Regions from separate parts of the Sus scrofa genome. Here region 2 is linked to region 1. A link is a contact called in public promoter capture Hi-C data. All regions are on one chromosome and are shown on one strand. Each heading gives the region's core, a stretch centred on a gene start, on an enhancer-like site or on the middle of the called end of the contact. The rest is flanking DNA. Distances are from core to core; before and after follow the strand shown.

Region 1 (7,110 bases), core at 2,559-5,058:
AGCCTAGGAAGCCCTAAAAAGACAAAAGAAAAAAAAAAAAAGACCCTGTTGTTTATCCATTCTAAATATAATAGTTTTCATAGACAAGCTTCTTACAACATATTGTAAGTAGTTTTGTATGTTGCATGATATGTACCCCTCAGAGGTGTAGAAAAGGCGAGAAAGAAATATACCAGAATGTGGAGATGGCCCCTTCCAGTGCTTCTACTTCTTTCTTTCCTTTTTTGCATGTTTTAGAATTTTTCTACCATGAATATGTAAAACTTTTGTAAACGTAGAAAGTTATCGTAGGAAAGTAAGATATACTTCCTTCCCGGTCATGTGGCATAACAGGTAAAGTGTGGGGCCTTGGAACCAGACGACCTGGTCCCAACTCCACCAGTCCATTTGATTGTTAGGATCTTTAGCAAATGCCTTCATCAACTTTGAAGTTGTACTGTCATTCATTCAGCACTTTCTAGATGCAGGCCATTATACTAAACAGTCTGCCTGACTACCTCTACCTGGCTGTGATAATTAGCGAGTCCATTCAGTACCACTTAGTATGAAGTGGAAGTATAGATACTACAATGTATCCATATGTTGTGTCTGTTTTAAGCACTGTGCCTGTTTTACCTGTCCTCCGGAGTATTTCATTTTAATAGCATTAAATACTTTATATACCCCCCCAAAAAAGATTTAAGCACAAGCTTTGGGGCTGGCACTATGTCCAAGCATGCCCTTTGCTCCTCCTGTAAATTCTCTAGCTCCTGGGGCTCGAACACGTGCCCTAGCGGTAAATTCTAACCCAAGAAAGCCAAGTTTCTTAAGGGCTGCCAAGTGAATGTTCTACAAGGGTCACTGGGCCAGCAGGAGGGTCTGCTCTGTGCAATGTCGGGCTAAATTTGGGTAAAGCTAAAGGGTAGCTTTCGAAGTAATGATGTCCCATTTGTGTTTACTATAGCAAACTGTGGCAAGTGGTCATTAGGCCAGAATGCAGACTGCTATAGAGATTCATCCCGTGAGGCTCCACCCTCCATGTGGAAAACTTGAGGTTTTGAGCAGGAAATAGGTGAAATAGTAGTGAAACTTGGGTACAAACACAGCTGAATTATTTCACTGGCTAGACTAGTCGAGGAAGAAATGTTTTTAAGAGCTGATAGGTGTGAAGCAAGATGCTTTAAGCAGTCCTGTTAATTCTCCCACAATTTGGGGAGAATTTAAAAAGTGGAACCCACCAAGTAGAATCAGCTGCCAGGGACTGCTGAAAAAAAAAAAAAATCAGTGGAGTTTTCTTCTTAGGAAAAGAGTACACCATCCCTTCCCCTTTGCCTCGAAGGCTCAGTGGACCACTGGGCAGCTTGCTAACAGCATCTAGCAGCCGCGTGTGTATTTCCCCCACTGAAAGCAGTATAGACAGGCATGAGAGTGAAATCAAGATACTATTGGCTTGGTAAAAAAAGACTGATTCACTCTGCACATTTCCCTCTAGAGCCTTCTTAAGGGAAATCTTTGTCAAAAAGATTAAAATTATTTTTCTTCTCTAAGTCTTTAAAGGCTGCTGTGAAGAGCAGTAGTCCTCAATAAGTCTGATGTGGGCAAAGAACCCTGAAAATAGTACAAAGCAGATGCTGGCCCCACTCAGAATTGCTCACACCCATTTGTGCAGATGCCGCTTTACCATTCTTTGCTAAGATCTTTTTAAGTTCTATCACAGCCATGACAAAATGATGACTCACACGCAAATGCAGTCATCATGTCATATGCGATATTAATACCTTGGTGACATTGCTCTAAGCGCCATCCCTTTGAGATAAAAAGGTTCCTCAGAGCAGTCTGCCGCCATCCTCAGGGACCACAAAGGGCAGCCCCTGCAGAAGGCAATGCTCATTGCACAGGAAGGAGCTGCCTGCATCCTGCAAGCTGTTCGATAAGCAGCTGTTGGAAGGGAGGGGGCAGAGGGGAGAGAAGGAGGAGGGGAGGGAAAGGAAAGGCCTCCGTTATCAGGTTGGATGGCCAGCTGCTGCACTGATGGCTTATCCCAAGTATGCTCCTATCTTGCGAGTGTAAAAATCTTCCTAAAGGGAGAGGAGGGCACGGCTCAAGTTCTGCTAACACCCAGCCAACGCCCCCTCCCCCACTTCGAGCACCCCGGGAGCCTGTAATTCAGCCCTAACAGGAAGATGGAACAGGTGCCAGCGAGTTCCGGGAATTTCAGAAATCGTCAGCAATCCCGCTAACCACCTTCCCCTCAGACAAAGATCCCCTGCCCTCAATAAAGAGAGTTAAGTTTTTTTCAGTAAGTTTATTGTAAGACTCAACGCTGCAGCAGCATAATCCTTTAGAAAACGAAGCATCGCCCGGATCCGTTTTGAAACAGCAGTGCCTACTGCTAAGTCCGTCAGAGCTTCTGTTACTGTACAAGTCCAGGCCTCCTGGCCTTGCCTTTCCCCTCCTTTCTGCCGGGAGCACAGGCTGCTGAGTCACGCCTGCCCGGCCAGTCTGTCCTTCCCGGCCGCGCGGCCAACGTCCCGCCTCCGGCCTTCCTGGGCGAGCAACCGCTCCCCACACTTGTAGAGTCCTGGGCTGGGGCCAGCCTGCCCCTGTCGCCGCCGGGCCCCTCCTCGGGAGGGAGCCGCACCTCCTCGCCGCTCTCCACGCGCCGGCGCCTGCCAGTCTCCACGCCGCACTCGGGCGCCCTCCTAGGGCGCATCCACAGAGCCAGCCCCGCGCTAGGCGCCCCGGGGCGTTACCACGTCGATCAGACCAAGACCCCCGCCGGGCTGTCACTCGGGGAGGGTGATATTGGGCACCCAGTCGTTGACGCTGCGACTCTCCTCGCAGAACAGGCTGAGCTTCTCCAAGGCGGGGTCCTTCCACGCGTCCTCATTGGGGTTCTGCGAAGAGAGTCCAGAGGTCAACCGGGCTGGCCGCTGGCAAGGGCAGGGATGACATCGGGATGGAGGCGACACTCACCGAAATGAGGATGCAATGCAGGTCTCCCGGCGTGCCCGCCTCGTCACCGGTGCCCACGATCGCCGCCAGCCGCTGTACATCGCCCACACGCACGATGTCGATGTCGTTCTCACAGCAGAACGCCTGGATCAAAGTGAAGTGAATTTGCAGCGCAATGTCGCCCTCGTCTTCCTCGTCAGCAGCCAGCACGCAAAAGGTCACGTTGTCGGGGTCCCTGCGCGAGCGAGAAGGAGGTGAAGAGGTCAGATCGGTGTGCCCCGGGTGCCCCGTGCCGCCTTCTCCCCGGTCTCCCTTGCCGCTCTGCCCGCCCCCGGCCGCCTCGCCCGGACCGCGTCTATACTCACACATTCAGGACTTTGGCGGACTCGTAGACGCCGGCGGTGAGGCAGCCCTGTCGCTGCGCCGACAGCAACAGCTCGTGCAGTGCTTTCCCGGCGCCCTGCATCCTGTGGAGGAGCCACCGCCATGAGCGTGGACAGGCCGGAGGGTGAGCCAGGACCCCCGAGCCCTGGGAGGCACCCCCGGCGCCCGACTCCGGCGCTCCAGCCCAGTGCCGCACCCCCAGCCCAGCGGAAACACTTGGGCCTGACTTCTACCCAGCGGACCCCCACCCCGGAAGGTTTCGAAGACTGCGCCCAACCAGCCGCGGCCAGGGCAGGACCAGGATCCCGGAGCCCTGAGACGTTCGGCGCTCAGCGCGGACTTACCTGGCCGTGCTTTCTGGAACCGTATCCTGGCCGCGAACTTCTTCCAGAGTCATGTTGCGATCCGCAAGCAGCAAGTTATCCACAAAAGCAGAGGGCGGAGCGGACGCGAGCGAAGAGAGATCAGCCCGCAGCTCTGCTCGGCGTGCCCACCGCCAGCGAGTGAGCCCGGGTCCCGCCGCGCGCCTTTATATAGGCTGGGTCTTCGGCGCCGCCAGCTGGCGCAAGCCTGCGCGCCCATTGGCCGGCGCCCGCTTTCTGATGCAAATGAGGCGGCGGCCGGCGGCTCGTGCCAGAAGGCCACGTGGGGAGGGGTGCGGGGGATGACAATGCCTCAAATCTGCTGCTTTTGTCGGGGTGTTACCAGGCAGCCTGGAGCCTGCAGATTTCATCTAGCCTTTTTGTTTTTAAGTCTTTAAAAGGGAAAAGTTTAAAAAAAAAAAAAAAGCCAAACCCTTGCTAGCTAATAGTACGCTGCAATTTGTGAAATGCACCGTTGGAGAATCTAATGAATTTATTTTTGCATTTATTTTTGTTGTTACCTTTCTATTTTTTCTTTACTCTTAATTTGGAGTTTATGAGACAGTAGCTTTTAAAGCGGAACTTAAAAACACACAGTCCTGGCTTTAAGCTTGCAAAAGGCCCGGGCGCAGCTCCCTCCACCTGACACTAGGGCCCGGAATGCGAGGTTCTCCCTGCAGAATCAAGGCTCCGACCCCGTCGCGCTGGAAAGTCCCACCCGAGCTCCCCGCCCTCTGCAGAGCGCTGCGGGGCGCCGGGGCTCCCGAGCAGATTGCGGCCGGCGCACGCGGCTCGTTTGCATTTCTATGGAGGACGCACAATAGCGGAGGTCTGGCGTGTGGCGGTTTGTGGGAGGGACAATCGAAGCTTTCTCTTCATAGCGACACTGTCCACCTGCCGCTGGGTGGGGTGGGTAGGGCCCTGCCGCTCGTGGGGGTCGCCGGGCTGCCTGGCGCGTGGGGGTCGGGGCCGCGTGCCGCTCCTGCCCTCCTCGGTGCGCGGCTCCCCACCCCCACCCCCGCACAGGCCCTGCTGCACCAGCGGCACGTTTGCATGTAATTCCGCCCCACCGGGTCCTTGCACACGTGCGGAACAGCGGTGGCAGTTGGAAGGAACACCTGGCTGCTGCACCATTTACACAGCCGGCTGCGCTCAGCCCGGACCCCTTGGCTCCAGGCCCCTAGAGCTTGGGGAACGCGGCTCGGAATATCTTTCCCGGAGCGCCATCTACAGGCCGGCAGGAAAGATCCTGACCACCTCCCTCCCCTACACTTGCATTGACCACTAGTGACTTGGCCTGCAGCCTCCTGGTCAAGGAGCTGCCCTGGTAGGGTCGGCTGAGCTCCCTCCAAGCTGCGTATTAACAGAAGTCAGAAGAAAGGCTGCAAAACCCACGCCGGAAGGAGTTGGGGACAAACGAAAAGACCCTTCGCTCACTCAACTTATCACTTTTGGTGTCTGCATCTCTCTGCTCTACGTTGAAACCAGTGCTGCGGTGCATTCCATTGCCCCTCTTTTCTAGATGAGGCCTTAGAGACTGGACAGGACTGTTTGCGGGCCGGGGTGAATTCGCTGGAAGCCCAGGCTCTGGTGCAAGACCGGAGATAACGGGTAAGAAAAACAGCCGAGTGCGCTGGCGTTTTGCGCCACCCGGTGGCCAGCTGCCAGAGGACAGCTGCGAAAGCAGGCCACTTCCTGATGCCAAGAATTGGGTCTTTGCTTACCTCATATCCCTGAAATCCGAGGCGTTTTATAACAGCGGGAGTCAGACGGCATCAGGCGGTGATTATTTGCTACTGTATCTTCTCGTTCGTTGTTGGTGGTGTTTAAAATGATGGTGGGCCTTGATTGGATAAAGTGTTTTTTCTTAAGTGATTGAGACTTAGGTATTGCTCTAATTAAATTATTAAACACTCAAACTGTTTTTATAGCACTGAGAACTATATCTAGTCACTTATGATGGAGCATGATAATGTGAGACAAAGAATGTATACATGTATGTGTGACTGGGTCACCTTGCTGTGCAGTGGAAAACTGACAGAAGACTGTAAACCAGCTATGATGGAAAAAATAAAAATCGTTTTTAAAAGTAAGTTATTAAACACTCCTTAAAATGTATTAGTTCCATGTCCCCAGGAATTGTTGCAAAAATGAGACCTATTTGACATCTCAGTGCTTACCCACCCCCCAACTTAAAACACTAGAAATCTCCCCCCACAGCAGGCCTCAGCCCCTCCTCCTAGAGAAAGGCCCCTGGGGAGGGGGGGACAGGAGACAGCTTTTCCAGTTGGCACTGAGCCAGCCTGGAGGAAGAAGGCTGATTGACAACCCCTGGGGGCTATTCTACTTCACTCACATTTTTAAGGTATTCAATTTCAGGAAAACCCACCTCTCTGACATAGGATATGGCTTCACATGGGTTTATTGGGTCAGGCAGAATGGCCCCAAAGCCTTCATCACAATTAGGAAAGAAACATTGTGTCTGGAAGCTAAGAGGGCCCTCCACTAGACCCCCACCCCCACCCCCCACCCCCCACCCCTACCCCCACCCCCACCTCCCACCCCTACCCCCCAGCCCCCACCCCTGCAGTTTAGACAAATGCAAAAGCTACTGGGTCAGGAACAGCCCATTTCAAGTTTGCTGGTCAGACTAAGGGGAGGAGGGGGGCAAAGCCAGCACCCCATTACAAGTATCTTTGGGTGCCCTCCCGGCCCACCCAGAGACAGAAGATGGTTGACAATAGCCAATGCCCATCCATCCTGCTGTGCGGCCCCCCCATCCCCCAAACCACTTTCAGCCCAAGTGTCAGCCTTGAGTCCTAAGAGGCGGTGATGTCACCCAAACTCCCTATGACTGCACCCCTAAACCTTCCCCTGATCTTAATCAGGAAGGTGATGGTGACTTTACTAAAGGGACAGCCTCGGGGATGCTCTGTTTCAAAAACCTTTTGGTTTATTAAAACTTCTCGGTCACTGCCGTGATCTGACTAAAATGCTGGGTGGAGATCACTATTCATTTGGGTATGCAAATTAGTAAGTTTAGGCAAGCAGTAAACTTTATAAGCCAGTCCCCTTTGCATTTTCTGAAATTAGTTGCTTTCAGAGTGTGCCCTAGCTCTGTCATTAAATAGCAGGTTCAGTCCCCTTATGAGGACAGCCTCACAGAGGCTGCAGGGCACAGACAGGCTACCCAGAGCTCGGTGCGGCCTGCAGGGAAGGTTCCTTCAGAAATGTCAAAAGTCATTGCTATCTTTCTTTAGGCACTCTCACATAAAAATCTGAATTTCCCGGAGTTCCCGTCGTGGCTCAGTGGTTAACGAATCCGAGTAGGAACCATGGGGTTGCGGGTTCGGTCCCTGGCCTTGCTCAGTGGGTTAATGATCCGGCGTTGCCGTGAGCTGTGGTGTAGGTTGCAGACGCAGCTCGGATC
Region 2 (7,110 bases), core at 2,417-4,916, 940 kb before region 1:
GAGATCTCAGGGCCAATGCAAGCAAACACACTGCGGCATTTTTAGCTTGGATGGCGAGCCAGAGACAGTGTTACACATCCCATGTTTGTCGTGAAAAGCAGAAAGTGAGGCTGAATAGATTTTCTTTACATGAAGTCCCTCAGTGCCCAAGAGGAGTATTCGCCCTGGGGGCGAGTGGCTAAATGCAGAATTCCATGGGATGGCTTTGATTTTAGGTGTCTATGTGACCAACACGTGTGTCTCAGAGGATGGCACTTGATCCCTTCCCAGGGTCACCAGGAGTCCAGGAATGGGGAGGCTGAGTTACCCCTAACTGTCCCCAGTAGGCCTGGTGCTCAGGAGCGAAGGGAAAGACAGAATACTTACAAAAACTTCCCATTTGTCTTTGATCCTATCAGGACAATCTGCTCAGATTCATCCCGAGAGATTTTTCCGTGGAACCAGGGCATTTTTTCATGGGCTGTGGTGGCAATCAGCTTCTCCAGCTGAGGTTTCTGGCTGATAATTGCCTGCTCCAGGGCTTGACCCTGCCACGAGGAGAGGAGAGTGGAGCCATGCTAAGTGAAAGTGACAAGAAAGCGTTTCCAGTCTGTCTTAAGCCTGACCCAGGAAAATGCAATCTCATCTATTTGCTCATTCGATAGATAAAGCCGATAGATCTACTACGTTACTTAAGTACCTTCAAGTGTAATAACTAAGAAAACAGATTTTAGAATACAGAGGTTGGCCTTTGAAAAGCCACATCGAAGATGTGATAAATTCATTTGAGCAATAAAAAAAAAAAAAAAATGGAAAGAAAAAAAAAAGAAAAGCCACATCGAGCTGTAGAAACCTTCTGGTATAGTCCATGAGGTCTCAAGAATGGTTTTCCTGCCCTCTTCCTCTTAGAGCTGATTGTTCTGTATTAGACTCTGATCATTTAACAGCAGTCAGGAAGCCTTAAGATGGCATGCTTTTTTCTGTCTGCCTCTGCAAGGTTTCACTCTGAGGGCTCATGCACGCTGCTGCCTGTAAGGTCACAGAAAGGAGATGACCCTTGACAATGCAGAAATGACAAAGCAGAAAGAAAGAAAAAGGAGAAAAAAAGGTTGACAGCCACGTGAATTCTCTTCCTCATCATTCCAGGAGGAGAGAAACAGAGATCCTTCGCAGCAGAAAATGAAGAACCCAAGTTAATTGTTAACTTACAAAAAGAACCAGAAGAAGTAAAAATCAAAACATAACCAACCCAAAGGAGGAGATGGATGCAAGGAGGGAAGACAGAAGAAAAGGTGAGTCTGGAAATTTTTTCATGCCTCAGAGATGGGGTGAAAAACAAAAGCAGTAACAGTTATGTACCAAAGAGATATCAAGTTCAAAGTAGGCAGAGGGCAAAAGCAATAGTGTGGAATATTACTCAGCCATAACAAAGAATGGACCACTGACACATGGCTGACTCGCAAATGCCTTACACCAAGTATAAAAGGCCAGTTTGAAAAGACTGCTTGCTATGGAGCCCACTTATATGACATTCTTGACAAGGAAAAACTATAGGGACAGAAATGCATATTTGACTTGGGGGGATGACTACATGTGCCATGTGTTTGCTGAAAAATCATAGAACTGGACACTTTTAAAGAGGATGAATTTCATGGTTTGTAAGTTACGCTTCAACAAGCCTGACTTATCTGACTTAAAAAAGAATAAGAGAAGGAGGTCCCATTGTGGCTCAGTGAAAACGAATCCAACTGGTACCCACGAGGATGCGGGTTCGATCTCTGGACTCACTCAGTGGGTCAGGGACCCAGCGTTGCCATAATCTGTGGTATAGGTCACAGACACGGCTCAGATTCTGTGTTGCTGTGGCTGTGGTGTAGGTCAGCAGCTGTAGCTCCAATTTGACCCCTAGCCTGGGAACGTCCACATGCCGCGGGCGCAGCTCTAAAAAGCAAAAAAAAAAAAAAAAAAAAAAAAAAAATGGAACAGATGATCCTATATCTAAAAAAACAAAAATAGATCATGGCCAAGGAGAGCAGACTTGAGGTTCCCAGAGGGGAAAGGGGAGGGGGCGGGAAGGATGGGCATTTGGGGAGTTTTTTGGATGCAAACTGTTATATTTGGAATGGATGGGCAATGGGGGCCGACTGTATAGCACAGGGAAATGTGTGTGATTGGGTCCCTCTGCTATACAACAGAACAGGAAGAAACATTTTCAATTAACTATACTTCAATAATAGTAATTTTTTTAAAAGAAAAATAATTTAAAATTTTTAAAAAGGATGGTTTAAGACATATCCAATTAATACTAAATGAAAAATACTGAACTCATAGTATTATTATCTATCTGCAAGATTGCATTCATTGTAGAACCTATTAAAGCAATATAGGAATCGGTGTACAGAATCCTGAAAAAGCCTGAGCTGTCATACATCCCTGTGGATCAGACAACACAGAAAAATGCCCGGGGCATACATCCAGGAAACGGAAGGAAATGGTTGAGCATATAAGTCGGAGCAGGAGGCCGTCGATCAGCCTGCTGGCTCCTGATATCAGTGCTGTTGAGAGTGTGGCAGGAATGTAAGCTGTCACAGCTCTGAGACCTTTCTGGATGACAACTTATCAACATGTCCAAATCATTCTCTGTGGCAAATGCAACCTGCTCAGGGTTATCCTGTAGATATTGCAAAAAGGGTTAGAAGGATGTTACTAGCAGCATTATGTATAAGCACCGAAGTTGTCCATCAATGGGTACTGGTTAATTGGCACTAGTTAAATAAGTTATGATGCATAGAAGGGAGTCTCAGGCAGTCAGTAACTGACTGATGCAGCATGTATCTGCTGACACCAGAAGTTCTGCAAGAGATGTTATCTAGCGAGAGGATCAAAGCCGAAAAGAGTGTACAGTATGACCCTCTCAGGTAAATAAAAACCAGTATATTCTTGTGATGCCTCCTCCAAGAGGCCCAGCATGAATTGGGTGACAGTGGTTTCCTGCGGTGGAGAAACCCACATCGCTGGCACAAAAGGGCCACCCTCGAAAATGCGACCGCAAAAGAGGAAAGGCTGTCTTCTTGGAGTGAGGCACTTTTGGGGCCACGTGGATGACTAAGGAGAAGGGTGCTTATCTGGGGCCCCACTGCCTGGCTCTCATGGAGCTGGGTGCCTGCGTGAACGCCAGTGCCCGGGAACTCAGGAGACCGCGCGCCGAGGGGTTCCCGCCGCCGCCCACCTGGAGGTTCCATGTCTGTTTCACGTATTCCCGGATGAGGTTCTCCTTCAGGTCCTCAAAGGGGCCGGTCTTGGGCTGCACCCCTGGCGGCCGGTTGAAAGGGTTCTTGAGCAGGCAGACGAGGCCGTCCAGCTCCTGGGAGTGGTAGTGGCAGAGCTCGGCCGGGCTGCCGTGGGTCCTACCGCCCGAGATGGCATAGGTCCCATTCAGCTCGCGCTCGATGGTGTAGTGATGCGCCTTCCTGTCATACGCTACCGACAGCGCGAAGCCACCCAGGTAGTTGCGGCTCTGGCGAAGCAGGTAGAGCCCGTCGCTCATGCCCCCCTGGACCAGGTAGTCTTCAGCCTCCTCCCGGGTGATGTTGCCAAAGAAGAAGGGCAAGTGGTTGGCACTGTCTGCCATGCCTGCGCCTTCTCCTGACACCTACGGCACACACAGGGGTCCACCTGGCAAAACAAAGATGGGGCAGAGGTCAGGACCCGGGCGCAGGTAGTTGTGAGAGCACCTACCCTCCAGTCCTGGCCCACTAGTCCTTGAAGCTCTTCCCTGCGGGACTTGGGTGCCCTGGAAGGTGCCCTCATCCTTTCCACCCACATAATCATTAGGTTTCCAAAAACGCCCTCTCAATACTGAACCAGAAAACCTGCATTGAATTTTTTTTTTTTTTTTTTTTTTTGGTGGGGACCGAGCGTTCTAACTGACTAAAAAGAGAAGTCCCCTTGCAAAACAGGGCTCAAAACCTCTCCCAGTGGGCAGTGGGGCACAGGGGCAGAACCCAGACAAGGCCTCTGTTCTCACCAGATGAAGAGAGTTGGAAAGAAACAGGATAGTCGGTTACATGCACTGAAGATGTCGCTGGACTCCTTCTGCCTGAACATTGGGGGGGAAACTGTGTCATCGCCCATAGCTGGACACTAGAGAGAAGTGCTGGGCACGTTTATGTACCACGTAAAATGTTTGGCCAGGAGGCAGGATGGGCAAGCAGCTGCCTTGAGGTATGAAAACTGACATCCTCCCAGAGCCCCAGGCCTTGGCGACAGGGTGTCCCCTCCAGACTACTTCCTGATGCCCGCTTGCTACCATCCTCAAGGCCAATACTGAAGAAACAGTGCAGGTTCCACATGCGACGAGGATACTTGTCACCAAATTAGATACTTTTTGTGCACAACAGGCACACGCTTGGGTGGATGTGTGAAGTCAGTGAATGCACTTTTTTTTTGTCTTTTTTTTTTTTTAGGGCCACACCCATAGCATATGGAGGTTCCCAGGCTAGGGGTTGAATTGGAGCTGTAGCTGCTGGTCTATGCCACAGCCACAGCAACGCCGGATCCAAGCCTCGTCTGTGAACTACACCACAGCTCACAGCAACGCCAGATCCTTAACCCACTGAGCGAGGCCAGGGATTGAACCTGTGTCCTCATGGATGCTAGTCAGGCTGATTTCCACTAAGCCACGACGGGAACTCCCAGGGAATGCACTTTTGACAAGAAGACTGAGCAGCTGTGTTTGTAGATGAGAAGGATCTATATTGCCAGTCCAAAAAAGTATCCAAAATGGTGTATATTATAACCAAAGGGGGCTTTTCATCAATGGAAATGTATCTAACTGACTGCAAATGTGCATCTCGGGAGCAAAGCACATACCCTTTCATGTTAAACACAGAAACACAGACACACAAACACACAGACACACACAGGGACACAGACACACAAACACACAGACACACACACACACGACTATGTGAAACAGCCTCTTCTCGATATGAATCACCCCAAAAGGGCTGTAGAACATACCTGCCTTGTAGAGGAACAGAATTTTCCCCAGGCAATATTGTCAAATCAATATTCCTGAGTGAGTCCTTAAAAAGACATGGGGTTTTATTACAGTTTGAATGTACAAATAATTTTCTTGTTTGTTTCTCTTAACTTTTGACTAGCAATGCTTCCTTTTTCTTTGCTGAAGCTTCTGAACATTCATCTCTCAGCAAGGTTTTATTTTCTCTTAAAATTACAGCCCACAATTGCTCTTTGACCAAAGACTTCTGCTTTTAGCCAGAAAATATCTCTGGAGAGATAGTGAGTTGGTATGTCTTTGGGGAGCAATATTTCTTTTCTGCTTCTTTCTTCTTCTCAGGCTAATCCCTCTGTGCCGATTTTGTTGCAGATTCAGCCCCCGCCCTCACCCCCCCTCCAAAGAGTGAGCCCCTGGCACTCCTTTCTTATGCTTCGCTCTGTTCCTGCAATAGGACATTCAGGGCCTCACCTATCTGCTCTGGCCTGTGAGCCCACCTGCATTTCCAGCTCCTGTCCCCTGAGGCTGGGCACTTCTCCATCCTCCATGCACCTATGCGTCACATCTGGACTCTGTTAAACACCGTGGCCAGTCAAGCTGCAGGGCCAACAACTGGGGTGATGCTGATGCTGGGCCCCTGACAGCATCTGAGACTGAGCCTGCCTGTCTGCCTTCCCCAGCCCAGGCGCTGCCCCCTCCAGGAAGCCAGAATCCTTCCAGAGTCCTTGTCTTCTCTTGGGCTTGTCTTCCAAATGGCCTTGGGGTGTACTCTGTTCTCTCTGTATCCTTTACCATGGTCCATTCTAACACATCACCCTGGCCACATGGCTGTAAACACGCTGGCCTGCCGCCCGGACATGCCCTGCCCCCCCTTCCTGCTTCATCTGCCCTGCAGCCCCACAGCACAGCGCCCTGCAGTCCACCCCGTCCCTTTCTGCCCAGCAGCCTCATTCCAAGCAGGCTTGGTCCCCAGGCCACAGCTGCCCTCTCCTGCCTCCTTGCTCACATGCTCTCTCTGCTTGTGGGACACGCTGTCTTGCACACCTGCCTCAGATGCACCCTCGTGCTCAGCTCCCCCCACTGCTTGGCACTTCTTACAAAGCAGCCACCCCTCATGGGGGTCAACGAAAACTGCGAGTCTTCCAAAACAATATTGTGTTAATCACTATTTTTTAAATTTATATAAATCTTAATGACCAACACTTTTAAAATTCATCAGTTTGCCACTGTTTACATGGGTGCTGGCCCTCTGCTGTGCCTCTCAGGTGGACGAGAATCAATGTGACAAGACAGGGGACAGGCCAAGAGGCAGCTAGCCGGGCCCATCCTCCAGGCCCATGAATGGCTGATGGTCCATTTCAGACTCGCCGCCCAGGAGGGTGCACTTCTCCGGCTTCCCCGGGAGGCTGAAGGCCTGGCCGCCCTCCGTGTCAGCAAGGCCTGGCCGAGCAGCCCTTTTCTGACCATGTGATTTCCTGTGTTGGAAATGATGCTGGGCGAGGGCCTGAGAAAGATGCACTGGGCCATTGCTGTCGGTAGCGGTTTCGACAGCAGTGATGGTTTATTTCAAGGACAGCTGAGGACTGCTTCTTGGGCTCTTCTGTGTGGGAAGGATGAACCACATCTGTGATGTCCTGCTTAAGCCTTCTCAGGAGCAGGTCCCACCAGGCAACACCTGGAACCTTCTCCACAACACTGGTCTTGGGGACAGGAGGTGGTCACCTCGTTTGCAGCCACCGTCCCGAGAAGCTGTATTACCACACACACTGCAGTGTTCTCAGCTCTGTTCCTCAGATTCTAGGTCTCGCTCACGATGGTAAGTGGGTATAGACAGCAGCTTCCCCATGCTGTGTACTCCCCTCCATGTGTCCACTGACCACCCCCCTCCCCACCTGCACTTGCTCACAGGCATTGCTTAAATCTTCCTTGGACCCCAGGGGAAGTCTGTAGCTCAAACTCTTTTTAACACCCACTGGGGGAGTTCCTGTTGTGGCACAGTGGTTAACGAATCCGACTAGGAACCATGAGGTTGCAGGTTCGATCCCTGGCCTCGCTCAGTAGGTTAAGGATCCAGCGTTGCCATGAGCTATGGTGTAGGTTGCAGACACAGC

What was found. Promoter capture Hi-C pulls out the DNA fragments that hold promoters and counts their contacts.
Region 2: a contact with region 1 is called in a promoter capture Hi-C map of fetal liver, with 5 times the contacts expected there. The contact joins the promoter of SYK here to the promoter of GADD45G in region 1. A contact is called at or near these places in 1 of 5 promoter capture datasets (fetal liver) and 1 of 2 datasets of contacts at active chromatin or transcription factors (alveolar macrophages).

What each region holds. Positions count from the first base shown.
Region 1 is chr14:1,162,698-1,169,807 of Sscrofa11.1, reverse strand. GADD45G (growth arrest and DNA damage inducible gamma) reads right to left here and starts at 3,808. Exons shown (of 4, transcript NM_001185129.1): 1 at 3,663-3,808; 2 at 3,300-3,401; 3 at 2,956-3,169; 4 at 2,270-2,876. The coding sequence starts at 3,715. The coding sequence ends at 2,766.
Region 2 is chr14:2,100,262-2,107,371 of Sscrofa11.1, reverse strand. SYK (spleen tyrosine kinase) reads right to left here and starts at 3,666. Exons shown (of 13, transcript NM_001104952.1): 1 at 3,209-3,666; 2 at 367-527. The coding sequence starts at 3,610.